Regions from separate parts of the Mus musculus genome. Here all the other regions are linked to region 3. Evidence: chromatin contacts called from public HiChIP or PLAC-seq data. All regions are on one chromosome and are shown on one strand. The core of a region is the stretch at or near the end of the contact, and the rest is flanking DNA. Distances in the headings are between cores, read along the strand shown.

What was found. HiChIP or PLAC-seq counts read pairs in DNA pulled down with a chosen protein or histone mark.
Region 1: an H3K27ac HiChIP or PLAC-seq map of embryonic stem cells shows a contact between it and region 3, with 73 read pairs. The contact joins the enhancer-like site here to the promoter of 2410003I16Rik in region 3. A contact is called at or near these places in 1 of 39 promoter capture datasets (embryonic stem cells), 3 of 15 datasets of contacts at CTCF or cohesin (all in embryonic stem cells), 24 of 484 Hi-C or Micro-C datasets (the HL-1 cell line, cerebral cortex, cortical neurons and 4 more), 17 of 115 datasets of contacts at active chromatin or transcription factors (embryonic stem cells and stem cell-derived neural progenitor cells) and 3 of 9 other capture datasets (adipose tissue, embryonic stem cells and pancreatic islet).
Region 2: a contact with region 3 is called in an H3K27ac HiChIP or PLAC-seq map of the HPC-7 cell line, with 4 times the contacts expected there. The contact joins the enhancer-like site here to the promoter of 2410003I16Rik in region 3. A contact is called at or near these places in 6 of 39 promoter capture datasets (the C10 cell line, the HPC-7 cell line, cranial neural crest and 3 more), 2 of 15 datasets of contacts at CTCF or cohesin (embryonic stem cells and pro-B cells), 31 of 484 Hi-C or Micro-C datasets (B cells, the CH12 cell line, the G1E-ER4 cell line and 17 more), 13 of 115 datasets of contacts at active chromatin or transcription factors (the HPC-7 cell line, double positive thymocytes, embryonic stem cells and 2 more) and 3 of 9 other capture datasets (adipose tissue, liver and pancreatic islet).

What each region holds. Positions count from the first base shown.
Region 1 is chr16:93,972,204-93,975,391 of GRCm38.p6, reverse strand. It overlaps a transcript of Cldn14 not described here. Among named protein-coding and RNA genes, the nearest start is that of 2410003I16Rik, 37 kb to the left of the region's middle. Within about 2 kb of position 1,646, at least 67 of the 459 cell types and tissues checked have an H3K27ac peak or open chromatin away from gene starts, as enhancers often do. A contact at or near this core is called in differentiating embryonic stem cells, embryonic stem cells and hematopoietic stem and progenitor cells, where this site is marked.
Region 2 is chr16:93,955,378-93,958,929 of GRCm38.p6, reverse strand. It overlaps Gm31012 (a long non-coding RNA gene), which reads right to left. Exons shown (of 2, transcript XR_385072.3): 2 at 1,208-2,091. It also overlaps a transcript of Cldn14 not described here. Among named protein-coding and RNA genes, the nearest start is that of Cldn14, 28 kb to the right of the region's middle. Within about 2 kb of position 1,314, at least 26 of the 459 cell types and tissues checked have an H3K27ac peak or open chromatin away from gene starts, as enhancers often do. A contact at or near this core is called in the CH12 cell line, the HPC-7 cell line, bone marrow-derived macrophages and 1 more, where this site is marked.
Region 3 is chr16:94,008,951-94,012,253 of GRCm38.p6, reverse strand. 2410003I16Rik (a long non-coding RNA gene) reads right to left here and starts at 1,599. Exons shown (of 4, transcript XR_003951876.1): 1 at 1,143-1,599; 2 at 744-821; 3 at 1-399.

The DNA.
Region 1 (3,188 bases), core at 397-2,896, 37 kb after region 3:
AAAGTAGCTCAGCAGAGTGCAGAGGTGACGTCCTGCCTCATGCAGGCTCCCTAAGATCCGCTTCAATCCCAGAATGAACCAGAGTAGTCTGAGAGTCCACGACCTCGGAAGTGTTACAAAGTCCCAGGCTGCAATCTGTTTCCTGGACGAAGCTGTCCAGAGGACCCTGCGTGGGATCAGCCCACTGACTCGACTCATGCTTACGGAGGGTCTGAAGACCACGTGGGAAGACCATCCTTTCTTGATGAGGTCCATGTTCCAAAACAGGCATGCCCCTCACCCAGCCTCAGTGGGCCTCCGGGGCTGTTTCAGCACAAGCAATCCTAATCCTGGTTTTTAACACTACAGATTCCAGATCATGAGCATTTTAACTAGGTGGCTGTGTGTTAGCATTCTGTCTAAGCTCCACCCCACAGTTACTTGGCAACAGCCAGGTATGCTCCGCCCCACAGCAACAGCCAGGTAGGCCTGACCTACTATGAAAGGGGCTGCTTGCCCGCTCCTTGCTCTCTTGCCCTCTCTTGTTTCTCTCTTGCTCCCTTGCTTTTTCCCTTCCCTCCTCTCTCCCCATTCTCTTCCCGCTCTCTCTCCACGTGCTCATGGCCGGCCACCTCTCCTCTCTCCCCCTCCCCCTCCTCCTCCTCCTTCTTCTTCCTCTCTCTCTCTCTCTCTCTCTCTCTCTCTCTCTCTCTCTCTCTCTCTCTCTTTCTGCTTCTACTACCCTCTTAACTTCCTTCCCCATGCCCTGAATAAACTATTCTACACTATACAATCGTGTGGCTGGTCCCTCCGGGAGAAGGGATGCCTCAGCATGGGCCCACCGAGGCATCCCTTCTCCCATACCTCACCACACATCCTTCTCTCTTTATCTTTTTATAAACACATCAGAGTGTGTGTATGGCGGTGGGGGGGGGGGTCGTTATCAGCTTATTTCAGTTAAAACGTACCACAGAGTCCTGGACTTTAATATGGAACTTCCTTTTGACATAGAAGTTATACTAGGGGCTGTGGAAAGGGACACCCTCCCCCCTGCCAAGTATTTCAATAAGGAAGAAATGAGTCTTCAACCGTTCAGATCCTCAGAGCTCAGGCACCTGAGGAAGTGGACGCACAAGATGCCGATCCAGAGAGAGCAAACTCCTTTTGCTGAGCACTGAGATACTGGGAGGTCCTTTGATGGTCGTCTGTGATCTTCTGCAGGGGCGAGGGGAGTCCTTGTCTTCAAAAAACGTTGCAAGGATGGACTCCAGTGTCTGGACACACGCCTGATGATGTATGTGAAGGATGGTCTTTAACTAGTAACCCCCCAAAAGACCAAACCAAACCCAACTCAGACCCTTACTGCGGCTCGCTCACACCTGAGATTCCAAAACTCTTTAAAAACACTCCTGCAGCCGGGCAGTGGTAACACACACCTTTAATCCCAGCACTTGTGAGGTGGAGGCAGGCAGATTTCTGAGTTCGAGGCCAGCCTGGTCTACAGAGGGAGTTCCAGGACAGCCAGGACTGCACAAAGAAACCCTGTTTCGAAAACAAACAAACAACAACAAAAAATCCACAAACAAAAGCACTCTTGCTAGAACTCATGAGGACACCACTGACTTAAGTGGAGGAACAAAGAAACTCCTCCCCTTCCTCTCTCCGCCCACAGCCCCTCCCCTTCCTCTACCCATACCCCCTTCTCTCCCTCCCCGGCCCCTTCCAGCCTCCCTCTTCTCCCCCTTCCTCTATCTCTCTCTGTGGGTTTCTGTCTGTAATGCCCCTATCCCAGCCCCCGCCCCCACCCCCACCAGAGTCCCCTGCTCTGGTCCAGAGCTGAAGACCCAATAGTTTTCAATTACCAAGAGCCCTGCAAGCCGTTCTGTGTCTACCCACAAACACCACGGCGCCGACCTGTATTTACAGTCCCTTTAGCAAGCAAAGGCAACTGGCACCCACCGAAGTGGCCAGGGCATTGTGGGTTTGTAACTGCGTTCCTTTCAGTGATTAGTAAACCTACTGGGCTAATCGCTGCTCTGGCTGGTCCTTACAGTTGGGCTCCTGTCACCGTTTATCAATCAGATCTCTGCCTATCTCTCCCAGCTGTCCCAGCCCATATAAAGTTGATTTGCAGTCCTGCCTCAAGGAAGGAGTAAGATTCATGCTGAAGTACACATAGAGTAAAACACGGAGACATCTCTTTTAGGCTCAGTGGGCTTGCGAGAGTGTGGTTTGCTTTAGGGAGGGACTGCCTGCCTGTGGCCGGAGCAGGAAAGTTTGAATTCTCCTTAGCCTCAAATTCACTGTTTAGCCCAAGAGAGGTTTCCCTCTGGAGACCCTCGGGGGGGTGTGTGTAACAGGGGGATCGCAGAGGAAAAACGTCAAGGACACCCAGAATCCACGCTGTGGGAGAGTTGGAGACGTCCGAGAGGCTCCGTTCACAGGGTGGGGGTCCCTGTCAGCTCAGACTTGGGTCTCTGATGCAGAGACTGTCCCCAGAAATGTCCACCTTAGGAAAGGCTAGGCAAGAGCAGACTGAGGACCTGGTGAAGGTGCAGGGTGAGCCTCCTGATTCCTGCATGGCATCCCTGCCAGCTCTCTGGTAAATGGAAACCCGGGCTTAGGGGAGCCAAGAGCTTACAGGACTCCTAAGATCTCGAGTGTCACTCTCTGGGTCCCCAAATGAAAACCTAGCTGACAGAGGACCCTGGCTGCAGGTGTGGGAAATTCAGTAATTGGGTAATTCAGTTTCCTCACCTAGTAAAAAGTGGATAGCCCTCAGCATCCCATGCTGCTACCCATTATAGGAACTGACCCAAAACTTAGAAAAACATGAGGAAGGAGGTGACAGAGCTGGGTGACCTTCTGCTTTTCAGAGCCCACTTTCAGCCATGTTAGCTCAGTTTTACCTCATCTCAAGGTGGGAAGAGGTGTGTGTGTGTGTGTGTGTGTGTGTGTGTGTGTGTGTGTATGAGATGTGTGATGTGTATGTAATGTGCATATATGTATAGTGTGTGTGATGTGTGTATATGATATGTGTGTATATATGATGTTTATGTATGTATATATGGTGTGGTGTGTGATATGTGTGTATATGATGTGTATATGTGTATGATGTGTCTTTAAGTATTGTGTGTGTGTGTGTTTGTGATGTGGGGATATGATATGTATTATAATGTGTGTGTGTGTGTTCGTGATGTGGGGATATG
Region 2 (3,552 bases), core at 65-2,564, 53 kb after region 3:
CTCTGTGGGGGTGAAGCCTACGAGAGACCCCAGTTCCTCTAGGCTGGCTGCCTGACGAAGGGACCATATGAACAGCTTCTTAGCTCTGTTCTCCTGTGAGAACAGAGTAAGCAGAGACCTGCACCCCATGTTGCCTTTTGTCTGAGAAGGGAATGTCGGGGGGGGGGGGGAGGGAACTTTCCAGAAAGAAGGGTTTCTTGGCTCTTGGCTTCTGGAGTCACAGAGATTCACAGCTTGGAGTCAGAGGGAAGGGTCAAATTGTGCCAATCAGTGGAGCTTGGCTCCGAGTTCTGCTATACCAAACCTAACGGTCATAAAGCGCTGGCCCCACAGACTAGCCATGACCAGTGGTGGACATCATTCTCTTACACGCCACCCTGCACAAGGTAAGGGTGCGTCAGCTTCAAATGTTTGTCTTTAATAATATAGAAATTATTAATTAATATAATAATTAGTCACTTGTCTCTAATAATAAAGATAGCAATTAGATAATTAAAAGCTAGTCACATACAAGGCTCTGGTCAGAAGGGAACTAGAAAAACACAGAGTCAAACACTTCAGGGTATTAGCCACCGCTTTTAAGAGTAACGCTTCTTGGGACTGGAGAGCAACACTCAAGACTCTGCACTGCTTCTGCAGAGGGACCTGGATTTGTCTCCAGTCGCGGGTGGCTTACAGCTGCCTGTAACTCCAGCTCCAGGGCCCCATGGCCTCTTCTTGTCTCTGCGGTATTCCTCCCGTGTGTGCATCCACCCACGAAGACACACAAACACACGGCTTTTTAAAAATTAACTTTAAAAAAAAATCTAAAACTAAAAAGTAAAGAATTCTAAAAGAACTAGACAATTGGGTCCATGTGGAAGAGAAAACTGGGCCTTTAGAGACAGAACAGAACCAATGTCCACCACCAATGTCTCGTTTCTGCACCAGAGCATCAGGAAAAGGAACACCCGGGAGAAGTAATCACAAACAGGGCGTCCAAGGACAACTATTCTTAAAACTGAGCTCTGGTGTCTTAAGCAGACAAGCTTACTTTTCCTGAGCAATAGAAGAATAAGCAACAAGAAAAAGGGAAAGAAAAAGGAATTAGGACATTAAATGTAAACGCCGTGGTGGATGCCTGAAGAGTGCCGATCCCCCTCCCAGCCAAACACTGTGACCGGCTGTCTCTTCTGTTTTCTCCCCAGAGAATTAAGAAACGACTGTATGATAATTCATTTGCCTTTAGCACAGGAACCACAAGGATATAACCACATATTACTCAAAAATGGGGAGTTCATGTCACATTATTTTCCGTTGGTGAGTAATGGACGGGAAACGGGAAATGTCACTAGAAGGCTGGCCGGCCATCTGGTGGGAGCTTTCCTGTGACCACGGCAGCTGATCAGTGTGGAAAGACTACAGCAGCGGGGTCTCAAGCTGTTAGGCTTCTCCAGGGAACTTGGGTTCATGCATGGAAGGCAGGCAATAAAGTCCAATTATTCTGGATGCGGCTGCAAAAGGCGTATGAAAATTATCTCACGCAGGGCAACGCTGCCGCTAAGTGTTTTTTAAAACAGCCATCAGTCATCCCAGGTAACGGAATCAAACAAGCCAATCCATCTCAGAGGAATGGCTCATTAATCAAAAGGTGGTGGTGAGATGCTGGCAATCTTTCATTGTTCCACGTGTGATATTTTAAATCCGACGTGCTGACAGGATGGTTGGTGGGTAGGAAATTATCACACCCAAGGAGGACTGCCAAACTCCACAGTGCCAGACCACTTGTGGGTCATCATTTATCACGGATCCCTGGTTTGCCCTGCTGAGGCGTTGGAGTCTTACCCAGTAGACATGGAGCCTGTAGTTGAAAACTTGACAGTGCTATAGACTCTTACTATTGAGTAATTGAAACTTTGGGGGAACCGTGAGGGCCCCTGGGGGCCTCAGAGCAGAGTCTTGACCATGGCTTCCCTAGACTCCAGAGGTCCTGATGCTCACAGCTGGGTCAGGGCAGGGCAGGGCAGGTCTATGAGGATGCGATTTCTTCTCAGCCCTCAGAGTTGCCGCTTCAGGAGCGCAGTAAGACTCTGCTACTTAGCTTGGGAAAGCCTGCAGAAAAGATTAATCACAACAGAAAGAAATTCTTCTGGTGTATGATTGAGCTAACTTCATGAGCGTCGAGTGCTAGCGGTTGCCTTGTGGGGCTTGACGTTTATTTAAATTGAGCATGCTTTTAAAAACAGTAATAACTAAGGGCTTCATCGGGTTCCGTTTGTCTCTACCTCAGTACAGATGAAACCCTCCACGGTCCTGCTGGGCTTTGTCTTGTGGGCTAATAAAGTCCACAGACTTTCCTAGGCTTAGTTTTGCCTAGAGGGAGGCGCCATGTGAAGAATTGAGTAAAAAGGGGAGATAGCTCAGCTGGGGAGATGGCTTACCCAGTGAGGTGCACAAACAGGGGACCCTGAGTTCAGTCCTTAGCAGGCATGGAAACACCAGGCTCCATGGCACAGAGCGTGTTCATAATACCAGGCCTGAGTGAGGGGCCTGGTAGGTCCCCAGAGCTCACTGCCTTCCCCCAATCAATGAGGTCCCGGTATAATGAGGCCCTGTCTCCAAAACTGAGATGGAAAGTGACTGAAGAAGTCACCTCTGGCCTCTGGCAGGCATGAACATGTACAGATGCATACAGGTCACACAATAATAGTAACAGCAATAATGAACTACGGGGACTGAAAGCTCCTGTTGGAGGGAAGTGAATTGGTGACTATGATGAGAGTTCATAGTGATTTAGTAGTTCGTTACTCTCCTAGATGTCAATGAAGGGTTTGGCTTTTGCTCTAAATGGATACTTTTAATTTGCCAACTAAAATTATTAAAAATATAACTTTTTTCTTTAAAAAAAAAAAGAAATCTACTTTCTTGTATAAGAGTGTAAGCACTTGTCAGTGCGCATGTACACATGTGTAGGCAGGTGTGAGTACACATGTGTATATGTGTGTGCAGGTGCCACAGAGGCCTAAAGAGTGCTTAGAACTAGGGTTACAGGGGTCTTACATGGATGCTGGGATTTGAACTCTGATCCTCAAGACTGAGTGAGCAGCCAGTGTTCTTAACCACTGAACTATTTCTTCAGCCTCAGAGCCATCATCAGCTCTCAACAGTCCTGTTTCTCCTTAATAAGAACATCTTGAGGTTGAATGGTTAAAACGCACCCAACTTCTACATAGGTCAGCTCTGAGCATCATTCAGAGCCTTGAGTTCCATCTAGTGCACTGGGTGTGGTGGGAATATCTGCAATCTCAGCATGTTCAAGGTCATTCTCAGCTGTACGGTGTGCTTGAGGCAAGCCTGAGTCACAAGAGACTCCATCTCAAACACAAACAACAAACAAATAAAAAGATACCACAGTCAGCCACCAGCAGACAAGAGAATGCGGGGTCCCCAGTAGTTCTTTGCTACCGTTCCCAAGACAGGCTTTCTGTGTGGAGGGCAGTGGTGTGGCTGGTGAAGGCAGACACCGATGGTCTCTTTTTTCACTCAGAGGGCATTTGCTGTAGGCACCCCACA
Region 3 (3,303 bases), core at 350-2,849:
TTGTAAGTGGGTTTGCATCATCTCTCCCTTAGCCCAGTCTCCCCAGGTCTAACCTCAAGCAGTTAAGCACATGGGCTGAGAGTCTGTCATTTCAATCACCCACTCACTGTAAGAAAGCCAAGGTGATACGCAAGGCTTTGTGGTCCTTGGCTTGCGGTTGGAGGATGCTCCAGCATCTTTACACTGCTGCAGAGCTGACAGCTCACACGGGATTCCAGGAAGCCGTTCGGCTGTCTTTTTGAGAACTGTGGAGTCCTGAGGTTTGGAGGCTCCAAAGCAGGTCTTGTTGCTCTGGGACCAAATTTAAACTCCAACAGAATGGAATGTCCTATCTCTAGAGACTTCCTTTCTTGGAGATTTAAGGTCCCTTCCTAACAGATGGTCTGTTGAGGGCAGAACCTGGGTCAAAGACAAAGTGGTGAATGTCGGATTAGCAATAAGAAACCTCACAAAACACACTAGGATGCCTTGAAACGCATAGGTAGGGAAGGGGGAGGCGAGCAGAAACTGAGGACCACATTTGACTTTGGGTGTAATTTCTGCACCCCCCGCCCCGACATCACCCCCCCCCTCATGTCCCTCCCCCACGATCCAGCCTGGTTTTTACTTCACTCTCCTGCTGCCTCTGTGACTTCAGTGACTGCTTTCCCCATCTGTTCCTCATCCTGTCTCCTGCCCCCTCTAGCCCCCCCTTGTCCCCTACCCCCCCTACCCCCGCGCAGAAATGGAGCCTTTCTCCCAACCTGTTTCTTTCTGCTGCTGACCCATTGCCACGGCAACTCTGCAGCGCAGCAACATACTTCCTCTTCCAGTTCTTGGCACTTCAGAGTAAAAGACAAAAAAAAAAAAAAAAAAAAGTCTGCTGCAGTGGTGCAAATCTCCCCCTTCTTCAGTGTGTTCACTCAGAAAGCACAGCTCAGCCCCTGTTTCTCGCTCCTAATCTCTGCTTCTCCTTCTGAGATTTATAGCTCAGATATATGTCTGCCCCTTCTTCAAGCTAGCTACAGGCTGGTGTCTTCATCCATCACCCTGCCTGCTATCCATCTCACACCGTGGTCAGTCCTCGAGGGCCTGCTGCACCGGCTCACCCTCTTCCCGTTTGCCTGGTGCGTTCCTTTTTCCTTTCTTCTTCTCCTCCTCACCTTAGTTCTCTTCCTCCTCCTTTTTCGTCTTCTTGCTCGTTTGTTTGTTTTTGAGACGGGGTCTTACTGCGTAGTTCTAACTAGCCTGAAACTCCGAGATCTGCCGGTCTCTCCATCCTGAGTGCTGGGATTTAAGGTTTGTGCCACCAGGGCCAGCCTCCTTGCATTTTTCTAATGGAAATTTTACACCTCCCCAGAGGACAGCAGTGTCAGGCACCTGCCTGGCCACCTAACATGGGTGAGGTGGGGTGGGGAAGAGTCCTTGTCTTTTCAGCAGCATCAGGCACCTGCCTGGCCACCTAGCCTGGGCCTCCTTGTCATCTCAGCAGCATCAGGCACCTGCCTGGCCACCTAGCCTGGGCCTCCTTGTCTTCTCAGCTGTTTGCCGTTGCACATAGTTCCCAGAGGGTGTTGGGAGGAACAACAGTCCCAAAGAATGGTCTACCAAATGAAGCACCATTCAGTAAAGAAATTGTTTCCTTAAACACACGGTCCCTAAAGACAAACAAGCATAGAGCTCGTTATTGGGGTCACATGGGCAAACATGCCTTGGGGACAGTTCATTCTGTGTGTCAACTTGGTTGGGCATGATCCAGATATGAGTCCAAAAGTTATCCTGGATGTTTCTGTGAGAATGTTTGTTTCTGTCTCAGGGCAGGCAGAAACCTGGAGGCAGGGGTTAATGCAGAGGCCGTGGAAGGGTGCTGCTTACTGGCTTGCTCGCCATGGTTTGCTCAGCCTGCTTTCTTATAGAACCAGGACCATCAGCCCAGAGATGGCCCCGCCCACAATGGGCTGGGCCCTCCCCCATCAATCACTAATCAAGATATCCCCTGTAGCTGAATCTTACCGAGGCACTTTCTTAATCAAGGCTCCCTCCTTTCAGGTGACTCTAGCTTGTGTTGAGTTGACATAAAAACTAGCCAGCACAGTTAAATCGATACAGTAGACAGCAGAGGGCATTATGCCCATGATGTAGGTGGCCTCATTTCGTTAGCTGGAGACCTAAATAGACAGGAAAAAAAAAAAAAACCCACTGCCAAGGGGGTACTCTGTTTAGGGAATGGTCTTGAAGTCGAACCACACTATTGACTCTCTGAGGGACTTTAATTAGTATATGTGCATGTATGAGTTAGTCTGTGCTCCTCAGCTAGCCTGTGCACCTGTGCGCTGTCTGTGGAGATCAATATCAAGTGTCCCCCTCAGTTGCTAGCCACCTTACTTTTTGAGAGAGGGTCTCTCACTGAGCCAGCTTGGCTGCCGGTTGGTCGAGCTCCGGAATTTGTCTCCCTGCACCCACCCACCCGGGGGTGACAGGCATGCATAGCCATGCTCAGCTTTTTCTTTATGCTTGCACGACAGTTTACCCACGAAGCACTCTCCAGGTCCTTGTCTGTCAGTATTTCTAAGCTCACTTTAAAGATCAAAACAGGCACAAGACACATATGCAAGGTCATTCATAATGGGGAACAGAGCTGGGACCCAGCTGGCCCGTGTGCCTGCAGGCTGCTTAGCTTCACAATCTGCCTGCCTTTCCCTGGTGCCAGGGTGGAGTCTCTTATACCAAAGTGTCTTGTGCATGTGGTATTGATAAGCTTGGGTAGTAGGTAGACCGAGTGGCTGAAGAAACGGGAAGCAGTGTGCATGCCCAGCCTTAAGCAAGTGTGGACTAATGTGAGTCTTGTCTTCTGCTGGACAAGACCTATCTAGACCCCAGGCTTCAGTGGAGATGAACACACCATGGAGGTGACCTGGGCAGTGACCAGGTGATGGGGGACAATTCCCCTGGCAATAAAGTCATTTACAAGTTAATCTTTACTTTCAGTCTCTCTGTCTTTCCCTCTCAGCCTTGCTGTGTCTTCCCCACTCACCTAAGGAGACACTTCTTGTGTGTGCGTTTCTTCTTGCCACCTGGACAGAGCTGCCTCTCTGGCCACTTCTGATCTCATCCTTCTCTAATACAATCATCGATCCATCGATCGATGCCACCCCTTCCACCAACTGTATTTCTTCCCGGAACCGCCTCACTGCCTTGACTTTCCTCTGGCTATTTTCCCATTTCTTAGTACTGTTCTCAATCTGAGCTTTCTTCTGAATTTGGACACCAAGTGTCACCAGCGGTGACGGGCAACAATGAGGCCTAAGAAAACAGGTCATTTGA